2 separate regions of the Gossypium hirsutum genome follow, and region 2 is linked to region 1. A link is a contact called in public Hi-C data. All regions are on one chromosome and are shown on one strand. The core of a region is the stretch at or near the end of the contact, and the rest is flanking DNA. Distances in the headings are between cores, read along the strand shown.

What was found. A called contact is a pair of places that touch in the nucleus more often than the background predicts.
Region 2: a Hi-C map of leaf shows a contact between it and region 1, with 1.9 times the contacts expected there. The contact joins the promoter of LOC107917518 here to the promoter of LOC107922064 in region 1. A contact is called at or near these places in 4 of 34 Hi-C or Micro-C datasets (callus, leaf and petal).

The regions. Positions count from the first base shown.
Region 1 is chrA01:20,269,716-20,274,684 of Gossypium_hirsutum_v2.1, reverse strand. It overlaps LOC107922064 (pentatricopeptide repeat-containing protein At1g76280), which reads right to left and starts at 2,361. Exons shown (of 12, transcript XM_041117511.1): 1 at 2,077-2,361; 2 at 1,889-1,946; 3 at 1,559-1,752; 4 at 1,252-1,359; 5 at 746-928; 6 at 22-507. The coding sequence starts at 2,142. It overlaps LOC107917369 (salutaridinol 7-O-acetyltransferase), which reads left to right and starts at 3,002. Exons shown (of 1, transcript XM_016846727.1): 1 at 3,002-3,592. The coding sequence starts at 3,002. The coding sequence ends at 3,592.
Region 2 is chrA01:20,408,028-20,412,996 of Gossypium_hirsutum_v2.1, reverse strand. LOC107917518 reads left to right here and starts at 2,747. Exons shown (of 1, transcript XM_016846856.2): 1 at 2,747-3,301. The coding sequence starts at 2,919. The coding sequence ends at 3,200.

The DNA of each region.
Region 1 (4,969 bases), core at 1,112-3,611:
GTGGTAGAGAAAAAGTCCTACAAGCATCATCAATTGCTCTGCTAGTCCATAAGCTCGAGCTTGTGCACAAGCGTGTAGTACATCATTGATGGACAACCTCAGAACTTCCATAACAGGCAAGTTCTTATAGTTATTCAGCATGCCAACTGTAGCACTGATTGACTTTGATCTCTCTATGTTGGAGGAATCAGTGTCAAATTTGAAGGCAACAGACTGCTCATTCTCTCCTGATTGAACATTTTGTGATCCTAATTCACTTTTGGATGGTATGGGGATGTCTAATCTTGAAGAATACAACCTTCCCTCATCAGTCCTACTAACAAAATGCTTCCCACTAATGGCTAAAGCCACCATATGTTGCAATGTTTCATATGCAGATTTTAAATCTTTCAATCTTGTAAAGGACCAGATAAACCTTCGAAGAGAAATTATATTTAGACTGTAGTGTTTGATATAGTCCTCCCAAATATCACGGGCTGCAGATAGATCTTGCTGCCAAACTGCAAGCTGAAAGATTAAGGGAACAGCAGAAGCAACCAGATAAGATTACCAATATGATGGATCTGTCTATAAGATGTCAATACTTTCAATAGATGAATGACGAAACAAACTTTAAGATAGCTAACCACTTATTTCAATATTTTACATAATAGACAAGCTCTGAAGGGGAAGACAGGAAACCTAGTAATACAAATCTACAATAAAAAGAAAAAAAAAATTCAAGATCAACACTGTTTCTACACACCTTGAGAAGCACTGAATATGTAATTTCATTTTTCCCAACCCTTTGCAGCTCCATCAAATCTAAACATTGATTAGCATGGATTACGCTTTTCATCTTTGCACAGGCTCCTAAGAAACAGTTATATACGGGAAGAAGAGGATAGGTGCCATGATTCTCCCTAAGGAATTTCATGAACTTGCATGCCTGATGGAAATAAAACAAGAAGAAATGATAAAACTTATAATGGAAATTGAGGAAGAGAAACTGCATAAGCATCGTTCTACATACATTTTAATGTGATTCAGGACAATAATAACATTAATGACTACACAGAACAACTGTAAGTACAACCATGCAGCAATGACAAAAGATTGCTCATAATTACACAGAGAAAAGGTTGTAGGTTGTTCTAGTTAAGTTAAATGAATCAACACCCAAAGATACACTGAGGTAATACATTTAGAAGATCAGTGTTTAATAATTGAACAAACAGAACATCTAACAAAACCAGTAGATAAAAGGCATACCTCCTCCAAGTAACCTCCCCTACAAAGAGCTCGGACCATAAGCAAATAGCATGTATTATTCAAGTCAATCTCCTTCTCCTCCATTAATCTCCATGTTTCCATAACGAACTGTACAGGACAGGAAAAAAATCACAACTGTTACTGCCAAGTATAACCATTGGTGCTATCTTTTCTTCCTTTTCCAGTTTGTCAAATATTATAAATATCCACATTATCTATGTCCTAAGCTTAAATCTAGAGAAGAGAAACACATTGAGGTTTACACAGTTGCATGCAGCTAGCTAAAATTCCATGTTGAACAGCTTACCAAAGGATCCGGTGACCTTGCACAGTAGTTAAGAATGTAAACGAAGTCATTGGCTTTTAACGACTGGTTTCCGTTACCAAAGTCTAAAAGCAGGCTAGAAGCTCTACTTCTCTCACCTAAGCGAAGGGCATCAACAATTTGCACTTGAATGGACTTTGTTAATGGCTCTCCTCCATATCCCAAAAACACATTACCTGCGTTCACAAGCTTACTCTAAAGATTTCATTCGATATATATGCATACACAGACAAACAAAAGCTTACGCTGCAGCTATCAATTTCTTCAGTTAAATAATAATAATTAAAATAATGGAAGAGTTTGGCTAATGACCATTAATAGTTGCAACACTTCTACATAATGCCACTCTTCTGATAAAATTTCCTCGTCCCTGAAATAGCATTTGATTAGTCAACCAATAAATTGGAACAATGAACAAACTTCCCATAATTTAGAATAAAAATATATATTGGCAAATAGAAACATCTGATTACTGAAAGAAGAAAAATAAAAAGACTTACACGTTCAAGTTCACCCGATTTGAATCTACATAAGGTGTCTGCGATTGAGCGCAAAGGAATCCTCATTCCCTTTAATGTTACAGTGTTGAATGAAGAATTCAGCTTTTTCAGTGGGTTTTCCCTTTAGGGTTTAAGCATTTTGAAACATACATTAGTAGGATTCATAAGCAGTAAAAACAAAACAATTAACGGCGTTCAATTCAACCTCCTCCCTTCGCTGCTTGGAACACGGAGTTAGCTGATTTGCAGATATAGATATATACATACATACATACACCCGCACTCAGCGGATCGAGATTGTATGGCATTCCACTAATCCCACAATGTGGTTGGCCTTTGAGTCAATATTTGGCCCAATGTAATTGTCTAACAATATGATCCACCTCTAGAGCCCAAAATGTCTGAGCAGACCAACGTAGATACCTGACAAATTGGTAGAATCCAAATTAATAAAATTATTAGTTGTAATTTAAAAATATTTTTTAGTCGAATCCAAATTTAAATCCTTTATTGACAAAAGCAAAGCGCCAAATTTTCGTTCATAAGTAGTAATTCAAATAATAATTATGAGACTGTACATATTAATATATATACCAATTAAAATATCAATATCCATTTACCAATTTGAAAATTCACTGAGAAGCAAATCAGATAAAGCCGGCCAGCCCAACTTTAATGTGATAAAATCTATGCTGGATGTGTCTCAAGCTATGTGGTTTTATCTCTAGATTGCAGCTCACTGTTCATTATCCTTCATAGTTTTAAACAAACCAGTGAAAATCTTAAACAACTGATTGTAAAAAACACAGATAAAAATGATGTCAAATTTTATTCTTCTTCCTCGGAACCCACGCAAACTTACCTTTAAAAAGCTGAGCAAGTTTTCTTGTAAGAGAAATCAGAAGCAAAAAAAAAAAAAAAAAACATGGTGGTTGAAATCATGTTTAAAGAAAGTATCAAACCATCTTGCCCAACACCATATCACTTGAGAACCTATAAACTTTCACTTTTGGATCAGCTTATGCCATCAGCTCACGTTCCAATGATCTTCTTTTATAGCCCCATAAATAGTGACTCTAACCATATGAATATAGTCGGTGAAAGATTAGAGAGGCTTAAGCAATCTCTATCAGAGACCTTAACTATTTTTTACCCATTTGCAGGAACGATCAAAGATGGTCTTTACATAGATTGCAACGACAATGGAGTTCAGTATGTTGAGGCTAAGGTTAGTTGTTGCCTATCAGAAATTCTTAGCAACCCTGACATCTTAATGATACGGAAATTGCTTCCTTCTAACATTAGCCGATTGGTATCTTCGGATGCTGGAATTCCTGTTGCTATGATTCAAGTAAACATATTGAAATGCGGTGGCATTGTCATTGGCACACAAACCTCGCATAAGATCATTGATGGCCCTACTTCAACTACATTTCTCAAGGCCTGGGCGGCTTCTGCTCGAGGTTCAGGTGAAGTTCCAAGGCCTAGTTTCATTGCACCACTGCTTTTCCCATAGAATTATTTGTTGCCAAGAGATACAATGTTAGCCATATGGCCTTCCTTACTAAAATTTGGCAAGTGTGTTACGAGCAGATTTGTGTTTCATGCTTCAGCCATAGCAACTCTCAAGGCCAAAGCTTCGAGCTCGTCGGTGGTGCCAAATCCTACCAGTGTCGAGTCTGTATCAGCCTTCATATGGATATGTTTTACAACCGCCTCCAGAATAAGATATGGATCCCGACGGCCGTCTGTTTTGTCTCATATAGTAAATTTGCGTGGAAAAACTGCAACATCATTGCCTGAACATTCAATTGGGAATCTTCTATGGATTGCAACTGCACAGTGTGATGCAGAGGTGAACTTAGAATTGCAGTCATTGGTGGGTCTGCTAAGGAAATCCTTAATGGAAACTAGTGGTGAGTTTGTTGAAGAATTACAAGGTGAAAGAGGTTTCCAAAAGGTCCTCAAGTGTCTCACAGAGTTAGGGGAAGTTCACTCTAATGGAGGAGCCGATTATGTTGCATTTAGCAGCATGTGTAAAGTAGGTATATATGAAGCTGATTTTGGATGGGGAAAGCCCATGTGGGTGAGTCCTGGTGGCATAGATGGATTAGTGTTTCAGAATTTGGTGTTTTTGATTGAAACAAGAAATGGTGATGGAATAGAAGCATTGGTGACCTTGGATGAACAAGACATGGCAGTATTACAAAGTCAAACAGAAATACTCTCATTTGCTGCCCTGGATCCAAGTCCTTTTCAACCTCAGTATTAAGCTTATTCTTGCTTGTCCTGGTAAATTATTTTTGTTTTTAGATTCTGCTAGAAAAGGCTTTCTCTTTTTTTTTTAGGCAAACGAGACGACAAATGTAAGAATAGACCAAATTTTGTTTTTACATTTTTACAACTTTGTATACAATGAAGGATAATTTTATTTAAACATAATTAAATAATAATTATAGTTATTATAAATAAATATTAATAAATTTTTTAAAAATTTATTTAATATTTATTTACAAATTTTTTAAAAATTTTGATTAATTTAATTAAGATGTATTATATAACATGCATCAATAATTATTACATAATAAAATATTGAAGTGTCAATCAAGGAAAAAGGGAAATGCAATTCACTCTTGAAAGACGAGAAAATCTGCTGGTAATCAATTGCATTTAAAGTGCCTTGACTGTGTAAAATTTATTAACCAAAACATGCACAAAGAAGGAAAACTATCCTTGGTTATTTATTTGATTCACGATCTGGGTTAAAGATTTTATAACGAATACATCGAATGCTAATGGAAGCAAAAACAGCATGCCAATACGATCATATAGATATAAGTTTGTGCTAGAAGTTACAGGGGTTTTTTACCCCAATATATTAAAAAAAATTATA
Region 2 (4,969 bases), core at 1,498-3,997, 140 kb before region 1:
TGTTAACACTAGTAGAATTAATTTATTAAAATTTAGGTTCATTACAACATCATTTTTTAATTACATAGCTACCAAGTAAGTCTTTTTATTTAAAATTATCACATCAACAAAATTGACAAAAAAAATAATAGTGTTTATATTTGGACCTGAATTTTGATATCTGAAAAATAGAGAGACTAAATTCTTGAAAATAAAATATCAAGGATTAAATTACAAATTTATGAAGAACACATAACTTTATGGCATATTTTAACCTTTTACTATCTAAAAAATATTTTTAATATATTTAGAAATTTTAATATATATTTTTTATTAAAATAAAGTTAAAATATTAAATAATTTATTAAAAATAATAAATTGTATTAGTCATATTAATAATATATTATATTATTAAATATAAATAATTAAATATGCATGTTGAAGAATTTTGATATTATAATATTAATATTTTAAAATTATAAATTAATATAATAATATTAAGTTTGATTAAGTTGATTTTTATATAAAAATTAACTTAGAAGGAGTGTTTTGAAATCTATGGTAAAATAATTCACAAAAACACACCTTAATTTAGTTGTAGAGGTGTGCATGGCCGAGCAGCCCGGCCCGGCTTGAAGGCCCGCCTGAAAACTAGGAGGGTTTGGGTAAAAATATAGGCCCGAAAAATAGGCTTGGACAAAAAACGAGGCCCGTTTAGAAAACGGGCTGGGCCCCGGGTAAAATTTTTTATCCCGGTTCCAGCCCGGCCCGATTTTAATATTAAATTATTTTTAAAATTTTTTTATTTTTAATTTTAAGTAACTTTAGTACTTTTACTTTACTCTTTTTGTTGTTTTTAATGTTATTTTGATATTGTAAAACTTTTGTTATTAATATAGTTTGGTTCTTAATTTAGTTCTAATTTGTTTCAATTTTTCAATTTTAATATAATTACTTTTTATTATATTTTTAATTTATGTATTATTTTAAGAATTATTTTAGTCTCATTTTTTATTTGTTTTTTGTTTTAATATTTGTTTTAATATTTTTAAATGTATTTGATTTATTATATTTTAAAATTTTTTATTTAATAAAAAAAGTAAAAAAATTAATATGGCCGGGCTAGGCCGGACTCGGGCCTACCATTTTTTCCCGGGCAGGGCTTGGACAAATTTTTAGGCCTATATTTCGGGCCAAGCCTTGAAAACGGACAGAAATATTTTATGAGCCCGGCCTATGCACACCTCTATTTAGTTGCAAATCTTCGAAATATCAGTAGGGAAAAGGTAAAATAATTGACTGTCATTCTTTTGGAATGTACGGGACATTTTTAGCTGTAAATATGTTTTGCTTTTTGTAATGATATTATATAAACAATTAAACTTTAATATTTAATATTTAATATTTAAGAGTTAGAATTTAACATTTATATTTTAAATTTTAAGTGTTTAATAGGGTCTATAACATGGGTGAATTTGGAGGGTTGGTAAAGGCTTCGGTCTCTCTTAAAATAGAAAATTTTTTATGTAGGCTTTTTAATCTTTTTAAAATGTTAAATTAGTAAAGGTAAAATTATATATTGGCTATATTAAAAATAATAAAAATTTAATTTAATTATTTAAAAATTATAAAGATATAGATTATTAAAGTTGTGAAATTAAATTTTACTATCATAAAAAATTACAATTTAATTTCGACTCTTCTAAAAATAGTTTCTGACTTCGCCCCTAATCTATAATGTTAAAATTTGAAGTTTAATAGGGTCTAAACTTTTTAACTTTTTTGAAATTAAGATTTAAAAATTTAAGATTTAATGTTTGTGCCTACAATTTTAGAGTTTTATATTTGTGTTTAAAATTTAAGAATAAATTTATCTTGCAATTATTTATACAAATTAAAATTTAAAAAAAATTATTGAGCTTGTGCGTCATTCCCTTTACAATGGAGGGACTCTCAGGTCCTTCAATCATTTATTCCAAGCTTAGAATTGGTGTGAGTCAGCCCACGTGGTGCGGTGGAGATGAGATGATTGGAAGGCATCTTCACCACCTACTAAAGACCAACAACACACTCCGAACATGTGGGATGTGAGAATATGATACCTCCCCATCCAATATATTTCCTTATTTATCTAATTATCATTCATGTTTATTAAACTTCAAATCAATTCTTAAGTGGAATATAAGATCACAAACTTTAAATGCAAATATTTGTTTAAAAGATTTATTTAATTATAATTTTTCTCAACAAATTGATCAATTTTATTTTATGTAGGACCATTAAGTAAAAATAAAAATACAATAAAGCGTAGTGCAGTGGTTACTCATTTCATTCCTTAATCATAAGCTCGAGGGTCCTATCTTTTCTCATGAGAATGAAACACATTTTATAGCCAACCATTTATCTCCTTAAAAAATATTGTAGTGATTGCTCATCTTATTCTTTAATCATAAATTCAAGAATATGATCTTTTCTCATAAAAATAAAATACATTTTATAACCAACTATTTACTTCCTTAAACAACATCTGCCTCTTTTCAAAATTGAGAAAATGATCATCACCCTCTTTTCAAAATAGAGCATTCCTATAGGTGAAATCATAAAGGGTGCCACCTAGGCTAGACCCTAAAACAATGGAGCCGAGGCGTGCACTTAAGCCTCTAAAACGCATGGGATGGGCCTATAGCTGTGCGCCTCGAAAACAAGATTAATTATGGCCCAAACAGCATAAAACTTATCGCTAGCCTTGTATTGTATGCTATGGATGAAGTTGTAGCCTCCTCCAAACGCCACGCAGTTAACATAACACGTGCCACTCGGTCCTTTAGCCCTTTTTTTTAATGAGCTGGGGCAAAATGCAATAAAATGAACGCAAGGGAAGTGGATCAGAGACTCAAAAACGGTGGAAAGTGTCAACTTGTTGTTAATTCACAATCAGAATGGAAAGGAAAAGTGAAACAGGAGGAGGGAAAGGAAAAGAGCAGAGTGAGAGTCATCAGCCTCCTCATATTTCACCCATGCATCCAGTGACACACAATGCTTATGGTGGCGGATTGTACGGAACCGATCAGGAACAGGCGCAGAAACCGGAAAACCCGCCCGCCAGTGAGACCCAAAGTGCTGATGGGCCCAATGAAGCCAAGAACGAGCCCAAGCACAAACCCCCTCCATCATCCGGTGATCGAGACATTGATATCACCGGCCAATCTTATATCCAGTAGATCGTCGCCGCCGCTTTTATAATTTAGTCTCTGTATTAGTTTTCTTTTCGACTGTTTGGCTAAGCTTGTGAATTAATAATTAATTAAACGGTATGCTCTCATATTTTGGTTTCTGTTTTCCAGTTGTCAGGCTATATTTTCGTACGGGAGGAATTTGGGAGTTATGATTTTTAATACTTACAGTAAATATATATCATGAATTTCAAGAACGATATTTGTCATGGAATATTAAGCCTATATAATAATGAGATTAATATTAAAAAAAGAAATGGTTGATCATGTCATGAACTCTACTGCTAAGCCTATGCACATTGGTGAAGCTTGTAGAAACCATTTTTACTTTGGAAAAACGGGATTCGATTTTAAAATAAAGTACGGAGTCGCCATCGATCCTTTCTGAGGTGTGATCGGATTACCTTCTGAGGTGTGATCGGATTACCTTGATCATTTTAATAAAACATTTTAATTTATTAAAACAATATTTAGGTCTATGAAAATCGAGAAAAAAGGTTCGGGAGTCGATTACGTACGAAGAAGGGTTAGCACCTCGTAACGCCCAAAATTGGTACCAATTGACTAATTAATTTTTTAATGTTGAAAATTTTAAAAAAAATTGAAATACGATCCCCTTAAAAGTGTGTGCACAACTCGAACTGGATTTTAAGATTTACTCATTTCAAAGAAATAAAATATCACATCCAGCATGTTAGGACACGATATTTTAAGCCTCTAAAAACTGAGATCACTTCATGATTTCCAAAACGCAACAAAAAGGTATTCAATTATTTGGACCAACGAAAAAACGAAACCCAACACGTTAGGGCATGATTTCTCGAATTTCCAAACATAGAATATTGCCTTATTTTAAAATTTAGAAAACATGAATGAAATTTTAAAGGAATATTTGACTATTTTGAGCAAGCAGAAAATCAAAGCCCAGCACGTTAGGGCACGATTTTTCAATTTTCTAAACGTCAAACATTGCCTTTGTTTTAGAAGTTTTTTTTTTAAAAAAAAATTGATAGTTGCAAAAACGAATTAAAAATACTTGTTTACTTGAGGATAAAAACAATCGATATTGAGTAAACACGGGAATTGAAACCATAATACAATTACAAGAAATAAAAAAAAACATAATTACATGTATGAACAATAATATGTGAAAACGATATGAAAGCCAATGACAACATGTGATATGCAAAACAACACAAGAACTAAGAGTCAATGATATAAACAATTTAAAGATTATTAATTATATGCAAAGAAATAACACAAGTAAAAATTCGAAATAACTTATATGCATATAAAAACTGACAATATATGAATAATTATTAATATATATTACGTAAGAAGAAATTCAAAATAAATAATATAAAACATAGACAAGTTAATTTAACTAATGATGTATATATGAAAATGGAAAAAAAAGTGTAAATGATATATACCAAGATACTAAAATAAATAAAATATACAATAATCCTTTAAAGAGAACCAAATTATATATAAATAAATTTAAAATATATATATAATTTAAGAAAATATTTACATAAAATAATACGAGAACAATAATGTACATAGAATAAAGATAATTTTATCATAAACTATATATAAGAATATTCAAATGTAATATCATACAAAATAAAATATAGAAAGAGCTCTAAAATAATATTTTTATAAAAAAAACAAAATTGTCAAAGTGATTTTAACTATAAATATGAAAAAAATGTTAAGTGAATCTTTAAAAAAAGAGGTGAATTATACAAATAAAA